Linked DNA regions of Sus scrofa: region 1 is linked to region 2. The links are chromatin contacts, called in public promoter capture Hi-C maps. All regions are on one chromosome and are shown on one strand. The core of a region is the stretch at or near the end of the contact, and the rest is flanking DNA. Distances in the headings are between cores, read along the strand shown. Region 1 overlaps NEMP2 (nuclear envelope integral membrane protein 2). Region 2 has its middle 32 kb from the start of MFSD6.

Evidence for each region. Promoter capture Hi-C pulls out the DNA fragments that hold promoters and counts their contacts.
Region 1: a promoter capture Hi-C map of liver shows a contact between it and region 2, with 2.5 times the contacts expected there. The contact joins two enhancer-like sites. A contact is called at or near these places in 2 of 5 promoter capture datasets (fetal liver and liver) and 1 of 47 Hi-C or Micro-C datasets (skeletal muscle).

What each region holds. Positions count from the first base shown.
Region 1 is chr15:95,109,263-95,114,526 of Sscrofa11.1, forward strand. It overlaps NEMP2 (nuclear envelope integral membrane protein 2), which reads right to left. Exons shown (of 13, transcript XM_021076065.1): 12 at 4,831-5,007; 13 at 1,869-4,133. The coding sequence ends at 3,992. It also overlaps the pseudogene LOC110257151. Among named protein-coding and RNA genes, the nearest start is that of MFSD6, 69 kb to the left of the region's middle. Within about 2 kb of position 2,554, at least 1 of the 83 cell types and tissues checked has an H3K27ac peak or open chromatin away from gene starts, as enhancers often do. A contact at or near this core is called in liver, where this site is marked.
Region 2 is chr15:95,007,650-95,012,951 of Sscrofa11.1, forward strand. No RefSeq gene overlaps it. Among named protein-coding and RNA genes, the nearest start is that of MFSD6, 32 kb to the right of the region's middle. Within about 2 kb of position 3,677, at least 2 of the 83 cell types and tissues checked have an H3K27ac peak or open chromatin away from gene starts, as enhancers often do. A contact at or near this core is called in liver, where this site is marked.

The DNA of each region.
Region 1 (5,264 bases), core at 1,304-3,803, 100 kb after region 2:
TCCTTTTGATCACTGCCTTTTTGGAAAGTGGACTAAATCTAGAAAACAGATCCTCCAAATTATTAAAACAATAAACAAAAGCAGTTATCCCACTGAATGCATTTTCTAGGATTTAACCCAAATCTCTGGTGACCTATTAGGGTAACACATTCAGGGATCACAGCAAAAGTATTCAAAGTTACCTTAACTAGATTCCTAGACCGCAGAAAGACTGAAGATTTGAACGTAACTGAATAAACGACACGCCCACTCAAGGCGGGTGGTGAATGTTGGTCAGGAACAAAAAAATTAGAAAAACGGTAGTCACAGGGAGGAAAATGTTGTCAGGGCCTGCAGACACTGGAAGGGTGGTCTCTGCCATGGACCAGGTATCCCATCACCTAGGAGAAGCTAGCCCCCCTGGGGGGTGTCTGTATTAGCCATTTTGGCCTGTTGACATTAAACATGTGAGTTATATAGCAAACTCCCTTTGTTTTCTTTCTGTTCACCAAGAAACCTGTTTATTACAATTTTGATTCCCCATAGACCTGTCTTCAGAGAATCTAGGGGTTCTCTGAAATCAGTTCAAGTAATTTTATCCCTATGCCAGTTATGTTTTTGGCTGTAGATCACTAAATGGACAGACTATATGAACTGGCTAATGTGGGACAGGTCATCTTATAGTGCAATGACAAAAACAGGGATCTGAATCAGTAAGGCCACAAGTCCCCAACCATATGGTTAATTCATCAATGGTCTCGCCACCCAGTAGGGTCTCTCAGAAGGCAGCTTGCTCCTGGGGTCAGGTGAAAATACCCATCTTGGTACAGGCTTCTTCAAATTTCCACACTGATTAAGTTTCCTATGCATAGGATCTTTCTCTTTCAGTTGGACAAAAAAAAAAAAAAAAAAAAAGCTGTGCTTCTCTAACTCTGAAGAATAATCACACACAGGGTAATATAAGACTGCTTTTCTTTTTTACGGCTGCACCTGGAGCATATGGAAGTTCCTGGGCCAGGGTTTGAATCAAAGCTGCAGCTGCAGCCCATGCCACAGCCATGGCAACACCAGATATGAGCCACATCAGTGACCTACGCCAAAGCTTTTGGCAACACCAGATCCTTAACCCACTGAGCAAGGCTAGGGATGGAACATGCATTCTCATGGAGAACATGTCGAGTCCTTAACCTGTTGAGCCACTATGGGAACTCCTTTCTTTTCTTGATGTCATTCCAGGGGTCTTAATTCTTCCACATGTTTAGATATATTGATATAACCCATCAGCTATTCCAAACCTCTTAAATTTCTAGATTTTAAGTCATAAATTCAAATATTGTCCTAAATGTCAGATGGACACTCCCCTGCAATTCAGCCCTAAATATTACTGGCAAACTATACAAGTAATTCACAAAGCATTTTTTGTGATATGTAAAATGTGTTTTAAGACCTTTTACAAATCACATTGAATGATATGATTGTTTAAGCATGGCCACCTACACTACTGCTCTCACCCACATGTTCTGGTGTCAAATGTCCAATTTGCTAACAACAGTGAGCTTTTGTGAGGCAGCTCCTGTAAGTGCTAACACAATAAAAGTTCTGCTGTGCTCCCTAATTGCACACCTATGGTGGTGAGGCACAGAGCCAACTGTCATCCTCCTGCGAAGGGCAGAGCCTTTTACGAAATGATCATTTAAACCATTTAAAGGCCTTTAAATAAATAAAGAAAAAGAAGAGGGGTGGGGAGAGAGGTAGAGAGAGAGAGACAAAGAAGGGAAGAAGAGAAAACAGATCTCGTAGAGGAATTATACATGTTTGATGGGGACTAGAGCTGAGTTCAGCGCTGTAATAAACCCTGATTGAAATGAACACAACAGAAATACACCAGCTATATCACAAGTAATGCTTTTAATTGTTTAGCTTCTTACAGGACTCACATAACAGAAAGAGACAAATCCATGACTTCCTCTAAAACATGAAAAACAATGTCCCCAAAGACCATAGCTCTTTTTCTCTTTCTTTAGGTATTTTGTAACAGTAAACATGGTGACATCAGCTTGCTGGCCCACCAGAAGCTGCTTCCTTCCATCACTGGCACCTCTTCACCCTGGTGCAGGTAGGCCTAGCGGCTGTCTTGGCTGGGATGTCCCCAGCAGGCTGTACACACCACACACACACACACACACACACACACACGGGGTAGTACACACACCACCTCCTGGGAGGTGAACAGAGTGAGCACAACCACAAACTCGTCTCATATATTTATAATAAAGCACCAATAAATAGAATTATAAAAAAAAGAACTGATTAAACTGTGACAAAAATGACGTTAAGAACCATTTACACTTCTAAAACGGTCATCGTCATCCTAAATCCAAATGGAAAATGTCTTGACTTTTATATCAAAGTCTATGTGAAAGCAGATTAAACTGAGTACATTTCACAAAAATAGCAAAGCTCTTGACATTACAAGGTGTCTGGCAAAAAGACCTGTAAAATACTGACACACTGCTTCAAAGAGGAAATATTTGAAAATCAATCTGACAGTTCCAAATGGGCAGCCACGCTCTTATGCAACAACATAGAAAAACTCTACTAAATTTGGCTCAGGAAAGCAGGAAATTATCTGTATGTTCCTCCTCCATAACCCTTCTTCTAGTCCTCATTCATTATGCGGCTACTCTTTATGACCTCACAGCAAAAGGGCCCATACCTGATTCTTACAGAGAATCAATCCAGCAACTTCTCAACCCTTAGGTTGCTTTGCCACTTTCAGATCTTTTCTCATGCCTTGTTTTGGCTTCTTTTCCTCAGGGTCAGAGCTCACAGTTAGTCCCTCATTTCACTCTGAATATAACATTAGGAATCAAGAAAAAAAGATTTGTTCTCTGTAAGAAAGATCACAAACCTGTTTTGTAGGAAATTGTTATAAACATATATAACTAATAAACAATTTTAAAAGATAGGCCACTCAATTTAAAATGTCACAAGAGGTTAAATGCTTTCAATTTCAACATACAGAAAACCCTATGAGAAGTAATTCTAATTTCTGATCTTTATATATGACTATAAAAGTCTTATCAAAACTTTAAAATATAATCTTAGGAAAATGTTTCTCTTTATTATAGTTATCAAACAGCTAGTTGGCTATTATTTAAAAATTAAAAATAAAAGAGTTACCAACATTGTGAGACCCAAGGCTATGGAGAGATGGCCCCTTGGCTTGCTTCTAAAGGTCTCTTCTACCTGAGTGGTACAAAACCATAGGGCTGGAGTTCTAGCACTAGAGCTGCCTCTGAAAAGCTTTGTGGTCTCGGAGAAGTTAGTTAACCTCCCCAAAGCTCAACTCCTCCTCCATCATCAGCAGTTCCCAAACATGTGTTCCAAGGAATATTAATCTCATGAAAAAAGGGTTCTGTGGTCAAAGTAAGTCAGACACTGCTGAGCACAGTTTCTCCTCTTCGGAGATTCGCAGTGTGCATTAGCATTACTAAAGGCTCTGAGAAGTCCTGCAGTACATTTGTTTATCCTGTATCAGTATTAGTTGACCTCAGGATCCCTTTATCCACTGATGCTTATTACCATCCTGTGGACTACACTTTGGAAAACACTGGTCCAGCATTATCTCGTGTCTCTTCTAGCACTTACATTGATCACACATAGGAAAAGCAATGCAGAATCTTCTGACGCAGGTCCTGGGAAATGAGAGGATTTAATGCCCTGGAGTTGATAAGGCACCTATTAATATTAATTGGCCCCTTAAAGATCAACATAATTCCTTCTTCCTAATGAAACTCTTCATTCAAGGAAAGTGGTAGTGACCATCACAGAATCTTGTAGGTCACCTACAGTACAATTTGCAGAAGTAGCCAAGAAGGATTATCTCTAACACAGTTCCTTTCCAGCGTGATTTGACTTTTCTCCACAGCAAATGCTCTTGCCACTGTTCTCTAGAATGGTTCTGCCCACCTTTAATAGGATCTCTGCCCTTCCTTGTCCAGAATGATTATCAGTGTGCAGGTAGACTGTCAGGAGTCCTCAGGTTAAAGAGCTGCTCTTCCAAGAAGGCACCCCCAAGGCCATACTGTTCTTCATGCAGACTAATTTCTTCAGGTGACAAGTGGCTTCCTCCAAGAACAAAGTCTGCAAACCTAGTAAGATTTTTTTTTTGTTTTAAACAAAGTTAATGTTATCATAGAAAGGTTTATATGAAAGATAACATGTTCCCCTGCTACTTTTCCCCTTTAACTAAATTTTTGACTTTGCATCAATAGACGATGGCATTTACACAGTAGGTATAAAAACGGGCATGGCCTATGTGTTCCTTATCCAGATATTCAGGGAAAAGGTAGAGAAGTGGGCAGACTCAGAAGGACAGAATGCTGCCAAAGATACCCACCTGTGTTTTCTAATTCCTTTGTTCTTATTAAACATATGACTTATTCATTATTTTTGTGTAAATACTTCCCCCTTCGATCTTGGAGGACACTGTCATTTGGATAAAGCCATGCAGAAGTAGAAGCAGTAAGGAAAAGATGTTGGGGACAGAGATGGCTTTCCTGGTGAACTTTACAAATGACCTTCCATACCCGTAGAGTGAGGGGCAGGTGACACCACCCATCCCACCCTCTCCCGATAAAGCACATCAGATCAAGAGTGATACTGATGCTGAGGGTTCCATGGTGCGAGTCAGAGCACTGGGGCAAAAGAAGACGCTCTGACAGCTTCTGCATCATTTGTTATCCAGGGAAGCTGTCTGTTTCTAGCCTGAAGTATCTGAGCCAAAATGTCATGGTATTGCACAGTAGCTCCAACTCAGGCTGGTTCAGGCAGCTGAGCGGGACTTACTTTTTCGGCTCCTGGAGCCTGGAGACGGCCAGCCAGGATGGGAAGCCAGGGCTGCGGCAGGCCTGGCGCAGCTCCTCCAGAGCTTGGGTTGTTGCAGCATCGGCCTGTTCCCTGTATTCGTCTTCAGTAAGATACTTAACCACCAGCTTTTCTGATGTAAACCAGTTCTTCATTTTCCTAAAACAGGTGGCATTTGGTTGCTAGATTCCTGGCCATATTTGGTTGCTCAATTCAACCCTTAAGATTTATAAAAATACATTTCTTAGACAGTAATGGTAATAATTCTTCACTTCCTCTATATCATGCTAGACTCTATTACCGTTCTCATGACTGAGGTTTGTAGAATATGTAGTCTGGGTCTAATAGTACATTTCTCCTCTTCCTAGACCATCCTAAATAATGTCCTAAGGCAACTGAGGATCCATTTCTAATAG
Region 2 (5,302 bases), core at 2,427-4,926:
AACAGCAAAGTCAATATGGAGATGGTTGCATTAGGGCCTTAGGGTAATGGGTATAGAGATAGGTAAGATGAAACATATTAGTGAGATGCCAAGGAGATAAAATTGGCAAGATACAGCAACTGACAGAAGGGAGTTAAAAATTGGAACTTTATGTATTAGGCCAGAAATGATGAAAGTGATATTTTTGAAAAGTTAATCTGTGTACCACTCATAGCATATGCTACCTTCTATTATAATCGATCTATTTATAGCCAGGTCTTCTTGATGGAAGAGACAGGATTTTACACTTTCTTATATCTCCAGAGTTTAACTTTCTGTTCCATTACAGTAGATTTATTATCATTTAAGATGCCCATAATTAGAAGACCAAAAACAACATATGATATGGAACTGGATTGAGAGAGCACCTAACTCCTAGGCCACCAGGGATGGCCTGGATTGAGGATGGACAAGAAAACATCTTAGAAAATACATGAAGGAAATTGTATTAAAACACCTATTGTTAATTTTTAAAATTCTTATCAAATCATACATAGGATACTTTAGTAACCTAATGAAGAATTATCTATCTCAAAGCAACAGCCAACCTCATACACAGTGGTAAAGCAAGAGAGGCATTCAGAGTAAAGAACGTAATAAGAGAAGGGGACAAATATTGGTTATTACGAATATTTATAATTGTTTTATCATGTAATAATATTTAAAAAAATAGGTATAAGTATCGGAAAGGAGACCACAGCACTGTTATTTGTAGGTCGATATGATCATCCATCTCTGGAAAACTCAAGAGAATTAAGCAAAAAGATAACAGAATAAAATGTTTCTGTAAGTTAACCTTCTTTCCTCCTATTTACATTTTAAGTCATCTTTTAAATCCAGTATAAGTCCCACTTTCTCCATGAAGCCCGTGCCAAGGAAAGAAAAGGGATGGAAGGGGGAGCTAAAAGGAACTAACGTCATTAATATCGTCACCACTGAGTTTATCCATTTACTATCATCCGTTTATTCAACAAATATTTATCTCCTCTCCCTTTCTTCCTTTCGCTCCCACCTGAGGTAATCACTTCCAAGAGCTTATGTTTATTCTTCGACACCTTTCTCTATGCTCACTCACACATATTGCAACAGTCAGGTTCTGCGATACCGTTACAATGGCATGTCCGGGTTGCTGGCTGCATCTAGTATCTGTTCTCTCTTCCTTTTATAGTAATAAAGTTTTTATCTGTGCACATGGCTACTAGTTAAAGACTACCTCTCTGGGCTTTCCTAGCAGCTGGATGTGGTTATGCAACTGAGTTCTGCCACTGGAATCGAAATAGAAGTTAATATGCACAACCTTTGGTGATATTCTTAAAAGGAAGGAACATGCCTTCCCCTTCTCCTTTTCTCTTTCCCAATGACTGGAGTGTGAACACAATAGGAAGAGCTGGAGCTGCCATGCTGGCCCTTGAGAGGGAAGCTTTATGTTGAAAACAACAGAACAATAAGCTCAAAAGAGCAGAAATCCCTGGTTCTCAACACCATTGAGAGACTTATTTCCCTAAATTTTATATGAGGGAGAAACATACTTTTATCTTTTTTTTTTTGTCTTTTTGCCATTTCTTGGGCTCCAACGTCATATGGAGTTTCCCAGGGTAGGGGTCTAATCGGAGCTGTAGTCACCGGCCTACACCAGAGCCACAGCAGTGCGGGATCTGAGCCGAGTCTGCGACCTACGCCACAGCTCACGGCAACGCCGGATCCTTAACCCACTGAGCAAGGCCAGGGATCGAACCCGCAACCTTGTGGTTCCTAAGTCAGATTCGTTAATCACTGTGCCATGATGGGAACTCCGCTTTTATCTTGTTTAAATCACTGAATTTGGACTCTACATGCTAACTAATACACATAATACAGAACAATACAATTAATCCAAATCTTGAACAAGTTGTTTCCCTTCTTTAAGCAGCTCACAGACCAGCATGGGAGACAGGTCATTACAATAGTATTTAAGTGCTGTGATAGAGAAGGTATCTGGTACTTGAAGCGGTGGAAGGTCAGCAAGCTTCGTCTGTGCAGGACATAGGTTCAGTTGGGTCTGAAGGAGGGCTAGTGGGCTACCCATTCACTCCTGTTTCTCTGGGCTTCGGCAACAATCCTCCTGTTTCCTCTTACTTCTATGGCTTATCCACAGTTCCTGCTCCTATACCCTGGTGAATGTTGGCCTTTCCCAGCGTTCTCAGTATATTCTCTCTCTTGGTGACCCCTTCATTTCCATGATTCTAAAAAGCAGCTCAGTGCTGATTATTGCCATGTCCAACCCTCCCTTCTGAGTTTTGGACTCACAGACTTAATTGATTACTTCCCAGCTGCAAGTCTCACAGGCATCTCCAAGTTCTTATGCCAACATGTGAACTCTTCCTTTCTTCTCTCCAACCTGCTCCTCCCACAGCCTTCTCCCTCTCACCAAAGTTTATCACAATCCACCCAGTCGCTCAAGCCAGAAACTTGTGAGTCATTCTTACACCACCTTTCCCTTGCCTCCCACACTCAATATATCACCTAGTGTGCAGATACACTTTCGAAAACTCTCTTGAATTCATCTGCTTCTCTCCATCCCCACTGCTACCACTCTGGTCAGAACCACTGCTTATCTGTCTTCTCACTGCTGGTTACTTTCCAACCAAGCCTCCCTTCCACTTCTGCTCTCTCCATGCCATTCTCCACACAGCAGCCATAGCCATCTCTCAAATGCACAAATCAGATCCCCTAGACATTCTTCAATGGATTTCACCGAATCTAAGTTAAAATTCAAAATGCTTGACATGATGCTGAGGTTATTGCCTGACCTGGCTCCTGCTTACTTCTCCAATCTCATCTCTTGGAATTTCCCCTTAACCCAACACTCACTCTGGTCTAGTCATCAAAGCTTAGATCTCTGCTGCTTCAAGGCTGCTCCTTCTGCGGGGAAAAGTCTTTCCAGAACTCTTTCCCTGGCCATCTCCTACTTATGCCTCAGGCCTCACTTTACTGCTACTTCCTCAAAGAGGCCTCCTCCATCCTCTGATCTAAATTATGTTCTTCCATTTTTCTCTTGCAGAACATGTTGTTTTCCTTCCTGTGGAAGACTGCTGGTGGATTCCCAGAATCCATTCTCCCTTTCTTTTGTAGCAATGGAATTCAGCTGGGTATTTGGCCATTTAGCTAAAGATTATGTTTCTCTCCTTTACACTCAGATGTGGACATGTGACTGTTTCGGGTAAGGGGATATACATGGATGTGATGTGTGCAAATGCCAGGGTTTCCATTTAAGTGACTGTGCTTGAACTCTCCTCATCCATGTGCTGAAAATGGTGAGACCTGAGCAGGTCACCCTGGACCAGACATGGAATCCAGGTGTTGTGTGGGAGGTGGGGTCCCTACCTGTGGACTGTCAGATGAGAAAAAAAAAAAATCTAATCCTTTTTAGCTATTGGACTTTTGAATCTCTTTGTTATAGTAACGGGGGCCTTGGATAGGTTTAAGTAGAGAATTAAGGTCTGCTGGTAGCACATCCGGGAGGCACAGGACCGTGTGAATGGAGCCCCGTGGTGTTGCGCAACCCAGTGAGACTGCAAAGAAATTACACAGTCTGATGTTTTTAAAGGTTACTTTGGTTATAGTAGGGAAAATTGATTGAATCAGAAAACATGGTGAGCCAGAGAGGCCAGAGGAGTGGTTGTCATAGGCAGAGGGAAGATTACCTCATAGATTAGCATAGCACAGGGATAGGGAGAAGAGGTCAAATTCCAGGAAAACTTTGAAAGGTGGACACTACCTGGCTTGGCATTTACTGGGCATGGTAGGCAAAATCACAGCCTCCTAGCGATGTCCATGTCCTAATCCCAGGAAACTTTGACTATGTTACCTTACATCGCAAAAAGGACTTTGCAACTATGATTAAAGTTCTTGGGATTTCCTTTCATGGCGCAGAGGAAACAAATCCAACTAGGAACCATGAGGTTGCAGGTTTGATTCCTGGCCTTGCTCAGTGGGTTAAGACTCTGGTGTTGCCGTGAGCTGTGGTACAGGTCGCAGACGTGGCTCAGATCTGTGGCTGTGGCATAGGCCGGCAGCTGTAGCTCCGATTTGACCCCTAGCCTGGGAACCTCCATATGCCATGGATGCAGCCTTGAAAAGACAAAAAGACAAAAAAAAAAAAAAAAAAGTCTTGAGAGGAGGAGGATGTCCTGGACTATCAAGGTGAGCCCAGTGTAATCACAAGGGACCATGTAAAAGGGAGGGGGGAGGGTCAGAGTCAGAAAAGGCAATGTGGCTGCTGAAGCAGAGGTGAGAGTGATGTGCTATGAAGATGGAAGAAGGGGCCATGAGCCAAGAAGCCTCTAAAAGCTGGAAAAGTCAAAAGAGTGGATGCTCCTCTAAAGCCTACAGGTGGAATGCTGTCCTACAGACACCTTGATTTTAGCCCAGTAAAGCCCATTTTGGACTTCCAATTTATAGACATGTAAGATACTCAATTTGTGTTGCATTAATTCCATAGATTTGCGGTAACTTGTTATAGTAGCATGGAAAACCAATATGCTGGGTGTGGGGATAAGGGTGAAGGGAGCAATGAGTGCAGGTGGATGGTATGTGTAACTGGGTGGATGATGGTTTGGGAACCCAGAAGTAAAGGCCAGTAGGGGAGGGGTGGAAGATGGGTAAAACAATCACTGGATTTGGCCATATGGATCTGGCACTCAGGAGAGAAGCTTCCCCAGAGAACGGGATTGGGGGGACAGCCTCAAATATTCGGTGATTAAAGCCAAGGGAGGGGGTGAGAGTAGTCACAGAAAAAAAGAGAAGAAAGGCCTAGGACAAAGCCAAAGTGGAGCATACAAAGGGGAGGAGCCAAGGAGGAAGAGCAAAACCCAGGGCTGTGGATCACAGAAGGCTGTGAGAAGGAAGAGTTTCAAGGGGGGGATGGTCAATTAGTGTCCAGTGTTGCCGAGAGAGAAATGTAGATCACACCATTTGCCTTAAAATCTTCAACCCTCCATATGTGAATATACATGTTTGTAAGAATTTGCAGGAACTAGGAAAAGGGACTAGTTAAGGCCCAGGGTCCTAAAGCCAGACTCCTTAGTTTTGAATGCAGATTCTATCACTTGCTTGTGGTGTGAGCTTGGTCAAGTTACCTCACTTTTATATGCACCAATTTCCTCATTTGTAGAATGGGGTCATAACAGTGCTTACTTGTATGTAAATCAATAAATACAGGCAAAGGGCTTTGAACCGTGCTTTGCACAGGTAAGTACTGCCTAAGTGTTCCCTGGTATTGTTC